Linked DNA regions of Macaca mulatta: region 2 is linked to region 1. A link is a contact called in public Hi-C data. All regions are on one chromosome and are shown on one strand. Each heading gives the region's core, a stretch centred on a gene start, on an enhancer-like site or on the middle of the called end of the contact. The rest is flanking DNA. Distances are from core to core; before and after follow the strand shown. Region 1 holds the start of DHRS11 (dehydrogenase/reductase 11). Region 2 holds the start of PIGW (phosphatidylinositol glycan anchor biosynthesis class W).

Evidence for each region. Hi-C and Micro-C count contacts between places; a contact is called where the count stands out from the background.
Region 2: a Hi-C map of blood shows a contact between it and region 1, with 2.7 times the contacts expected there. The contact joins the promoter of PIGW here to the promoter of DHRS11 in region 1. A contact is called at or near these places in 2 of 14 Hi-C or Micro-C datasets (blood and liver).

What each region holds. Positions count from the first base shown.
Region 1 is chr16:47,694,792-47,699,745 of T2T-MMU8v2.0, reverse strand. It overlaps DHRS11 (dehydrogenase/reductase 11), which reads left to right and starts at 2,456. Exons shown (of 7, transcript NM_001194811.4): 1 at 2,456-2,816. The coding sequence starts at 2,670. GGNBP2 (gametogenetin binding protein 2) reads left to right here. Exons shown (of 13, transcript XM_077970828.1): 13 at 1-152.
Region 2 is chr16:47,761,581-47,766,534 of T2T-MMU8v2.0, reverse strand. PIGW (phosphatidylinositol glycan anchor biosynthesis class W) reads left to right here and starts at 2,171. Exons shown (of 2, transcript NM_001257700.1): 1 at 2,171-2,220; 2 at 4,593-4,954. The coding sequence starts at 4,601. It overlaps MYO19 (myosin XIX), which reads right to left and starts at 2,064. Exons shown (of 27, transcript XM_015119450.3): 1 at 1,409-2,064; 2 at 631-776.

The DNA of each region.
Region 1 (4,954 bases), core at 1,207-3,706:
ATGTTGTACTTATAATTCTGTACAGAAATGACAATGAGCTGAATATATGGTTTTACAAAGTAGACATCCACTTGCAAAATGTTTGGATGTAATGTTAAAGCGCAATGTGCAAAATTTAAAATAAAGAATATTTATTAATATGCACAGTAAAATTTGGTGTACATGTTTCTACTTAATGTGTGGCAGTACTTTAGTATTTGCCACTTGTGGACTTAGTGCTTGTCCAGTGTTGATGTTAGAAAGGGTGAAGGGGCCGGGCGCGGTGGCTCAAGCCTGTAATCCCAGCACTTTGGGAGGCTGAGACGGGCGGATCACGAGGTCAGGAGATCAAGACCATCCTGGCTAACACAGTGAAACCCCGTCTCTACTAAAAATACAAAAAAATTAGCCAGGCGTGGTGGCGGGCGCCTGTAGTCCCAGCTACTCGGGAGGCTGAGGCAGGAGAATGGCGTGAACCCAGGAGGCGAGACTTGCAGTGAGCCGAGATCCGGCCACTGCACTCCAGCTTGGGCGACAGAGGGAGACTCCGTCTCAAAAATAAATAAATAAATAAAAGAAAGGGTGAAGGACAGAGATACAGACTGTTGAAGACAAAAATCTTCCTTTGATGAGAATTGACAACTGAGAAAAGCAGTTTTCCAGTCTTTTTCTTTTAAGGAGATACTTTAAATACTCGCTAACATCTTACTTTCCCATGAGACTTTAACTGCTTTATTAAAAGTTCCCTAATACATAATACAAAGTACCTCTTAAATTCAGAGGTTCATATTGACCTAGAAGAATAAAAACAAAACTTGGCAGAATTTCAACCAAGGGTTGCTGGATAAGTAATTGCTCAACATGTAAGACTGGGCTCAGAAGGCTGCACTGAGTGCTAACCACGTTGTGGGCTGTGCATGTGAGGTTCAGCCTTATCTGGTGTCCAGTAACAAAGTCACTGTGGTCTTACAGTTTACTGCTGTCACAGCTGTGAGTACCGAAGGAGAGAGTTTCCCCCAGGAATAGCATTTTGCTGACATTTAAAAGATCGAGTCAAATAGCTCGGTAGACACGTGATGCTTAGAGATTTGTGTCTACATGTTTATAATACTTGGTGGCAGCATACAAACTGTGGGACAATCAGTACTTCTGTGCAATGGAGGTGGAGTGAATTTTATGTGCTTTTAATCAGATTTTGAGTTAGATTTCAAGTGGGTAGCAGCAGAAACTTAGATTGAATTTTCATAGTGTCATTTCTTGGATCCACTTCCTGAGTTGTTTTTCAAATCTAAATGTTGTATAGGAATGAGGCAGAGGTAGAAGGACTCCTCTTGGACCCTTTTTGATTTCATCCCAGAATCTAAAATATGACTGTGGGTCTCCCACAGCCCTTGGCTCAGAGGCGAATCCCCTCTTCACCACTGTTAGAGTCAAATGTTCTTTTGAGATCCCTAAAAGCAAAGGCTGTTTTAATTCAGTTTTAATCTTTGCCATTGGGGCCAAACACAAGATAGGCAAATGAGTGTTTTTGAATGAATAAACAAGTCACATTCACTGCTTACTCCATTGCTTGCTGGAAGGGAGTCAGGTGGTTATTCAAAGATGCTTTTTCTTTAAGAGAATGGCTATATTAAGTACGCAGTTTTCAGCACTTTTAGCAAAGCGAGCTCTGCTCTGAACAAAACCAACAACCCAAGAAGCGATAATGATGTGAAGACAGTTTAGGAGCACATCCCTGGCCTAAGACTGGACTGCCTGTGGCCCAAAGCATGCTTCACTACTTCAGTATACTCATCTTTAAAATTAAGATACCAATATGTGCTATCTCAGAGCGGTTGTGCAGATTCGTTACTATATTTAAAATGCCTGCTACACCATAAGCAACAAATATTAGGTACTGTTTTAATCTTTGGCATATATCATGATACATCTGCTACAGTAGGGTAGGGGTAAGCGTGGGGGTCTAGGGCAGTTGGACACGGTGGGCCATTTAGGGACAGAATTCCCCAGTACACGTGTACTTGGGAGTGTTTCAGTTTTCCGTGGCTAATACAGCCAAGGGATCAGGTAGGGTGAATGAGTCCTTCCCAAGGTCACCCAGCGTTGATGGCGGAGACACTCGGCGTTTTCTGGGCTGAATCCCTTCCGATCAGCCACCGGCGGGTTTGGGAGGGTGTGGAAGAGTGTTGGAGTCACCTTAAGTGCCCTTAATTCCTCATCCTGGCATTAGGGTTCAGGAGTAGAGAACGGAGACTAAGCGGGACGCTTCAGTATGCGCCCTTGGGGCTGGAGGGATCCCCGCGCTAAACCTCGGTTTCCCTGACCCCAAAGGGAAGCGCTCACTGGGGAAACGGCGCCGCCAGCTGCCAGGACGCTCCCGCGCAGCTCGGTTTCCCTACGCCGGGGCGGGGCGGAGGCGCGGGAGGGGCGGAGGGGCGGGAGGGGCGGAAGGGGCGGGGACTTCCCTCAGAGGGCGGGGCGGCCGGGCCGCGGCGGCCTCCGACTGGATGCGGCGGATCGCCGGGGGCCTGAGGGTGGAGTCCCGGTCGGAGGCAGGCCCGGACTCTGGTGGGTCGAGGCGCGGCTCGGACGCCAGCAGGTCGGCGGCGGCGGCAGAAGAGCGGCCGGGCGTCAGCTCCTCGACCCCGGTGCCGCCCTCGTCCAGCGAGGTGGGCGGGCGGCGCGGGCCCATGGCCAGGCCCGGCATGGAGCGGTGGCGCGACCGGCTGGCGCTGGTGACGGGGGCCTCGGGGGGCATCGGCGCGGCCGTGGCCCGGGCCCTGGTCCAGCAGGGACTGAAGGTGGTGGGCTGCGCCCGCACCGTGAGCAACATCGAGGTGAGACCGGGCCGGGGACGGGGACGCCGCGGGCGGGTCGTTTCCCCGGAGTCGGATTCACTTGCCCGCCATGCCGGGGCCCTTTGCTGTAGTGGGGGCGGCCTCTCGGATCCCTTAAGGCAGGTTTCTCCCTTCCCCTTAAGTCTCGTCTTTGAAGGAGCCGTTTCCCCTGACAGCCCCTGCTCGAGTTACCGAATCTCCGACCCTGGCATCTCGCCGCCCGCCCCTCGCTTCTGCCTAGGGTATTGGCCCGAGGAAAGGGGAAACCGGAGGTCGGGAATGGTGGTCTCACCCCTGTGGCCTTCTCACCCCCGGTGGCCAAGTGCCTCTAATCCCCAGAAGTCACCTACCACGCAGGGCAAGGTGGCTGGCCAACTAGATGGGCAGGAGCCAGAACTGAGGGTGGGGTTAGGGGTGGGAGCTTTACTGAAGAGCCTCAGCCCCGCCCCCTCACCTCGTGGGTAACTCATGCCCAGTGGCATGAGGAATGAATGGAATATTCATTAGTGGGCCTTCCTCCACTCTCCTGGGGCGAACAGAGTGGGTGAAATAGGGCAGAAACCTTGAGAGGATAAAGCAGCCTGGAACTCCTTACTCTTCTCTTGACGTGGGGTTGGGAGCCCTCAGAATTAAGAGAAAAATCAAGATGGCCATTTTGGAGCAGGGAGGAATTTCTGTCGTAGGCTCTCTCTGGATGTGCCCTGCAAGCTCACTCTCAGTGTTGAGCTAGTGCTTAGCTGCAGGGCTTTATCTCCACCGTGCTCAAAGTCCTCAGGCAGGGAAAGGGTAAGGAGGCCTTGGGTGGGGGCAGAGGAAGAAGGTATACAGGAAGGAGGACTGTCCCCTCCCCTGCTGCTGACCAAAGGTACACTTTATAACCCAGATAATCCCAAGGTCACCTGGCTCCATCACTGCCCCACTCTGCCCTCCCTTTATTCTATTCTGAGGAGCTCAGGACCCAGCCCCAGCCTTGGAGCCCAGAGGATCAAGCCAGGGATTAAACAACTGGATTCCCTAGTTCTGAAGTGACTCTTGCCTTCTCACCTACTCCCCTACCGCAAGCTAGCCAGGAAGTGGGGCCTGAGCCCCAAGGGGATCCCCAGGCCGATCACTCAGTCCCAGGGTGACTCCATGTCTGAGAGGAGAATGCCCCTGTTGTGAGAGGGTGATGACATGATGTAGATCATTACTGAGGGGAGGTAGGGAGATCAGCTGGCACAGGTGGAGCAACAGGAAGGCAGTGACAGGGAGAAATACATTCTGAGCACATCCCTTCTGGTTTTCTTGCGGTAGGAGTTTTGAGTCTAGAGGAGGAAGTGGGAAGATGTGTGCCAGGGGAGGGGAGAGCTGCAGGCTTCCTTGCCCACAGTCTGCTTTGATTGATTGATTCATTGATGTTAAAGCAGAATTTGGGTTCTCGCTTCCTACAGAGAAAACTCCTGTTTCCTGAAGTGATCAAATGTGGGTAAAATCTGGTGAAAGGGGGGTATCTGATTCTCAGAGGACTATACCTTTTGAACTCACAGAAAGTTAAAGCAGAAAAGAATGTCCCAAGACACCCGATCCAGTCCTTTATTCCTGGCTTGTCTTGGGAGGAGGAAGGGGCTCCAGGCCAGGGCAGCTGGCCAAGCTGCCCTTCCTCTAGGGCACTGCGTGCCTCCTCCCCCTCGCCCATGTCTACACAGTCACCTTCATGAGGCTCAAGTGCCCAGTCACTGGCTTCCAAAGAAGGCCACAGAGCATGTTTTCTTCTTGCCTCTGAATGTCAGCTTCCCCCTGGGCTGCCTCTCAGTGGCTCTGCCTTCTCAGGTCTTTCTCGGCATGCTGAGGGCCTGGAGATGCACAGGGCATGCCTAATGGCACCTGCCACCTGACTTGCCTCATAGTCTCCTGAGAAACCTCAGAGGGGAGGGTGGTGCACCAGGGCTCAGAGAGAAATAATCTGTCCTGACTTTGTGACCCCTCCTTTAGGTAGGGAGAGAAGACTGGCAGCTGGGCGTGGTTGAAAGGCATGTCTGAGAACTCTGAGCCAGCTGGCTGCAGTTTGCGAGGGGAGGGGAATAGTTCAGAGATGAGGGACTGGCTGACACAATGCAGGAGAAGAAGCTGGGTTAACCAGACCAGTGACTCTTGGTGCT
Region 2 (4,954 bases), core at 922-3,421, 67 kb before region 1:
AGGGTTGATGATCCATTTGGGAGCACTAATCAGGTGAACAGTCCAGTGTCAACCTCGAGAAGGTAAGGATTTCAGGGAGCAGAATCCATCTGGGAGGTGGGGTGTTGTGAGGCTGGGCCTAAGCCAATCTTTGAAGAATGGTTAAGGGACCCTCAGACTTGGAATTTTCTAGGCCTTGGCGCCACCCCTAGTAAGGAGAGATGAGGCTGAGGGTGAGGCGTGCCTGCAATGGATTAACGCTGGTGGAGACTTTCTTGAGGCTCTGAACACATCAAGTCTTTAAAAAACGCAGGGATAGGGACTTCCATAGAAGCTGGAAAAAGGACAATTCAGGTGGAAACAGGCATCAGGACTGTGCTGGACACACTGACCCTGGACACTGACTGTACCCCATCCAAGGGACAGCCATGCAGAGGGCTCCAGAGAACAAAGCTCTTTCAACTGGGAACTCATCTGAAGCAATAGGTCCAGAGGCGCAGCACAACAGGTTTGGGGTTTGAATCCAAAGCCCAAGGCCCCTGGCACAGAACCCAAGAACTGTCTAAGCCTTACTCTGTTTCCTCGTTTATAAAACGGAGTGATAATATCCAGATCTCACACGGCTAAATGAAGGATCAAAGGGGCTAATACCTGTGAGAGCGCTTTGCAAATGTTATCACGATGCAGCATCAGCTCCCAGCTGGAGTCAAGTGAGATCAGAGCAGTTTTCTGCAGTTCTCCCAGCTCCAGTCGGTTTTGCGGTTACCAGCCAAAAATTTCTGGAAAGGGTGTGACCACTGTGGGCAGAAGGGAGAAGGTAATGAGTAAATGGAACACCGAATCAAGGCAAGTGGCAACCTGATCACCAGTCCCTCCTTCTCAGCCTGTTTCTTTCTAGGCATGGAGGACAGTGGGTGGGCAGACGCTGAGAAAGTCTGGGTAAGGGTCTCGTGAGACCAGCTGGCTCCGCCCCCAGGTTCCCGGGGGAAACCGGGGACTCCCGGTCCGTGCGACGTGCCGCCAAACCCAGGGCTGGGATGCCGTTCCGGAAGCACCTGGCACGGGGAGAGTATGTCCTTCCCAGGAAGGTGGACGTGACCCCAGCCAAGGGCGCAGCCGCCCCCTCCCGGGGTCCTGAGCTGGGCGAAGAGTGGAGCAAGTACCCTCTCCCCACCCAGGCCGCCCCCTGCCGGCCAGGTGGCAAGGTGGAGGGTGATCAAGAAAGGTTGTTTCAAACGAGAGCGAAGAGCTGGGCTACCCCCTCGTGAGGCACAAGACGGTCAAAAGGAAAAGGGAAGAAAGAAGGGAAACGGCGCTTTGGAAGGGGAGGTGGAGATGCCTCCTGCCTCAGCGCTGCGGGGCAAACTGGCCTCCCAAGCCCCTTCCGCGTCGCGAAGGGCTTCAGATCTGGGCTCGGGGTGACACTCACCGGTCCCACGGCCCGAGCCGCCGTGCTTAAGGCCCCCGCCCGGCCAGACTGGAAAGGCGGGCGGGCTAGGTCAGGCGGCGGGAAGAACACGGGGAGGGGAGAAAAGAGGAGGAGCAGGAGCAAGCAGTGAGGAGAGGAAGCTGGGACCGCCGCACCGCACCCCGTCGGCTGCGGCTCTAGCTAAGTGGCCGGGGGTCGGCCGGCTCCTCCCCAGGGGCGGGGCGCGCACTCGCCGCGTGGGGCTTGGCCGGGACGCCGGGTCCGGCTTGCGGGTTCCATCGACGGTGAGATGTTTTGCGACCCAGGAGTAAAATGAGGGTAAAGCGGCAGCTTCCCACGTTCTGGGGGAGAAGCGCGGAAGCACAGTTTCCTGGGCCTTCGGGCGCCCCCAGGGCTGGGGGTCTTTCAGTAGAGGTCGCCGCGGCAGAGTCTTGTGCGGGTCCCGCGGACCCCATTACCCCGATAGGGCCTCGCCGTGAGGTCTGAGGGGCCGCGTGAGGTGCATGGCGCGCCGTTTCCTCTGCAGGCGCTCCTCTCAGGGCTACAGCCCTAGAAGATCTGGCCTGCACCAGCCCAAAGGACATAAGGACAGGAGTGGGTAGCCCACGGGACACTGGGACCAGCGCCATCATGGGCGGAGACGCGCGGAACCTGCTGGCCCGGAAGTGCAAGCTGCCCCCGTTGGCGGAAGCGCCGCGCGGGAGGCGGAAGCGGCTGGTGTCCGCGTGGTTTGGCGTTTGCCGCGGGAGTCCGGCGGCCCTGCCCACGTAGACCCTCTGCTGGGGGCGCCGGCACCAGTTGAAGCACGTGAGGTATACGGGCAGGGCGCGGCCAGGTCGGGCGTCTGTCAGGAAAAAGACTTTTTATGTTTATTTTTTAAGAGACGGAGTCTCCCTCTGTTGCCCAGGTAGGAGTGCAGTGGCGCGATCTCGGCTCACTGCAGCCTTCAACCTCTGAGCTCAAGCGATCTTCCCCCCTCAGCCTGGCGAGTGGCTGGGATTACAGGCGCGCACCACCACGCTCAGCTAATTTTTAATTTTTCTTTTTTTTCACTCCTGGCCTCAAGCGATCCTCTCTCCTCCCAAAGCGCTAGGATTACAGGCCTGAGCCACTGCTCTCGGCTAGGACTTTTTATTTTTAATGATCCACTGATTTGACCATTATTTTTAATGGTCAACTGTGAGGTATTGTCGCAGGTTGCAGACAGGCCATAATGCATGCATGCATTCACTTACTTATTCACTTCATGTTACACTGAGAAGCTCTAGGTTCATGTTTGACCAACAAATGTGTTCTTCCAGTATGCCGTTTTTCAGACAATTATGTGTGGCATTCAGAGGTGTTTTGCAGCCCTTAATAAAAGAGCAGCCAACACTAGTATGTGCTATACATCCATTCTTAATTGCACCCATCGTACCTACTTCCATCCTAACTTGAAAACGTAGCTGTCTGTAAATGAGGGAAGGAGCAGCCTGGGGATCCAGAAATCACTGCAGGGGTCACATTTTGTACCGAGGCAGTAGGTTTAGAGAGGCTCTGAACTGGAACCAAGGCCCCCAACTTCAAAATGTACTTCGCCCCTAGCCTTTGAATTTGCATTAAAGTCATTAGTAAAGTCTATTCAATTTTCATCAAAGAATCTTCATGGTATGTACTGTGCTCCATAATAGAAATTCCCATCTGTCTATGATGCCATTCTCAGAGTTTACATCCCAAATTCGCTTTCTTTTCCTTTTTTTTTTTTTTTTTTTTTTTTGAGACGGAGTCTCACTCTGTGGCCTAGGCTGGAGTGCAATGGCACAATCTCGGCTCACTCCAACCTCCACCTCCCCGGTTCAAGCGATTCTCCTGCCTCAGCCTCCCAAGTAGCTGGGATTACAGGCGCGCACCACCACGCTCAGCTAATTTTTAATTTTTCTTTTTTTTCACTCCTGGCCTCAAGCGATCCTCTCTCCTCCCAAAGCGCTAGGATTACAGGCCTGAGCCACTGCTCTCGGCTAGGACTTTTTATTTTTAATGATCCACTGATTTGACCATTATTTTTAATGGTCAACTGTGAGGTATTGTCGCAGGTTGCAGACAGGCCATAATGCATGCATGCATTCACTTACTTATTCACTTCATGTTACACTGAGAAGCTCTAGGTTCATGTTTGACCAACAAATGTGTTCTTCCAGTATGCCGTTTTTCAGACAATTATGTGTGGCATTCAGAGGTGTTTTGCAGCCCTTAATAAAAGAGCAGCCAACACTAGTATGTGCTATACATCCATTCTTAATTGCACCCATCGTACCTACTTCCATCCTAACTTGAAAACGTAGCTGTCTGTAAATGAGGGAAGGAGCAGCCTGGGGATCCAGAAATCACTGCAGGGGTCACATTTTGTACCGAGGCAGTAGGTTTAGAGAGGCTCTGAACTGGAACCAAGGCCCCCAACTTCAAAATGTACTTCGCCCCTAGCCTTTGAATTTGCATTAAAGTCATTAGTAAAGTCTATTCAATTTTCATCAAAGAATCTTCATGGTATGTACTGTGCTCCATAATAGAAATTCCCATCTGTCTATGATGCCATTCTCAGAGTTTACATCCCAAATTCGCTTTCTTTTCCTTTTTTTTTTTTTTTTTTTTTTTTGAGACGGAGTCTCACTCTGTGGCCTAGGCTGGAGTGCAATGGCACAATCTCGGCTCACTCCAACCTCCACCTCCCCGGTTCAAGCGATTCTCCTGCCTCAGCCTCCCAAGTAGCTGGGATTACAGGCGGGTGCCATCATGCCTGGCTAATTTTTGTATTTTTAGTGGAGACGGGGTTTTGCCATGTTGACCAGGCTAGTCTCGAACTCCTGACCTCAGGTGATCCTCCCACCTCGGCCTCCCAAAGTGCTAGGATTGCAGGTGTGAGCCACTGCGCCCGGCCCCAAATTCACTTTCTTTGTGAATCTGTCTTGTACAGGGAATAGCTGAAGCTTTGTAACCAATAATTTCATACTATTAGTATGACATTTCTATCCAAATGCATTAGTGTTAAGCTTCATCCCACAATCCTTGGAAGGGGAATCACAAATCCTAGGTGAACTCATTAGGGCCCAAAGTTCTTCTCTGAAATCTAGTAAAATTAAGCCAGGTATGCTAATTACACAAGAATGTTGCTTTTCACAAATCCATTCCTTTGCTCTTGTTTTCACAGGAAGAAAAATGTCTCAAAAGCAGATGAAGGAAGCTTTTGTTAGTAACCTCAATGGAACCACCGTGCTGGAAATCACCCAGGGATTGTGCTTTCCTGCATTCTGTATCCTGTGCAGAGGGTTCCTGATCATTTTCTCACAGTACTTGTGCTCTTTCTCACATACCTGGAAAACTAGATTCTTCATTGACTTTGTTGTCCTAATAGTTCCCATGGTAGCCACTTTGACCATTTGGGCTTCATTTATCCTCCTTGAGCTTCTTGCTGTAATTATCTTTGGGGCAGGGTTGTTCTGTCAAATATACCGAAGGAGGACCTGCTATGCCAGACTGCCTTTCCAAAAAATCCTTGAAAAATTCTTGAAC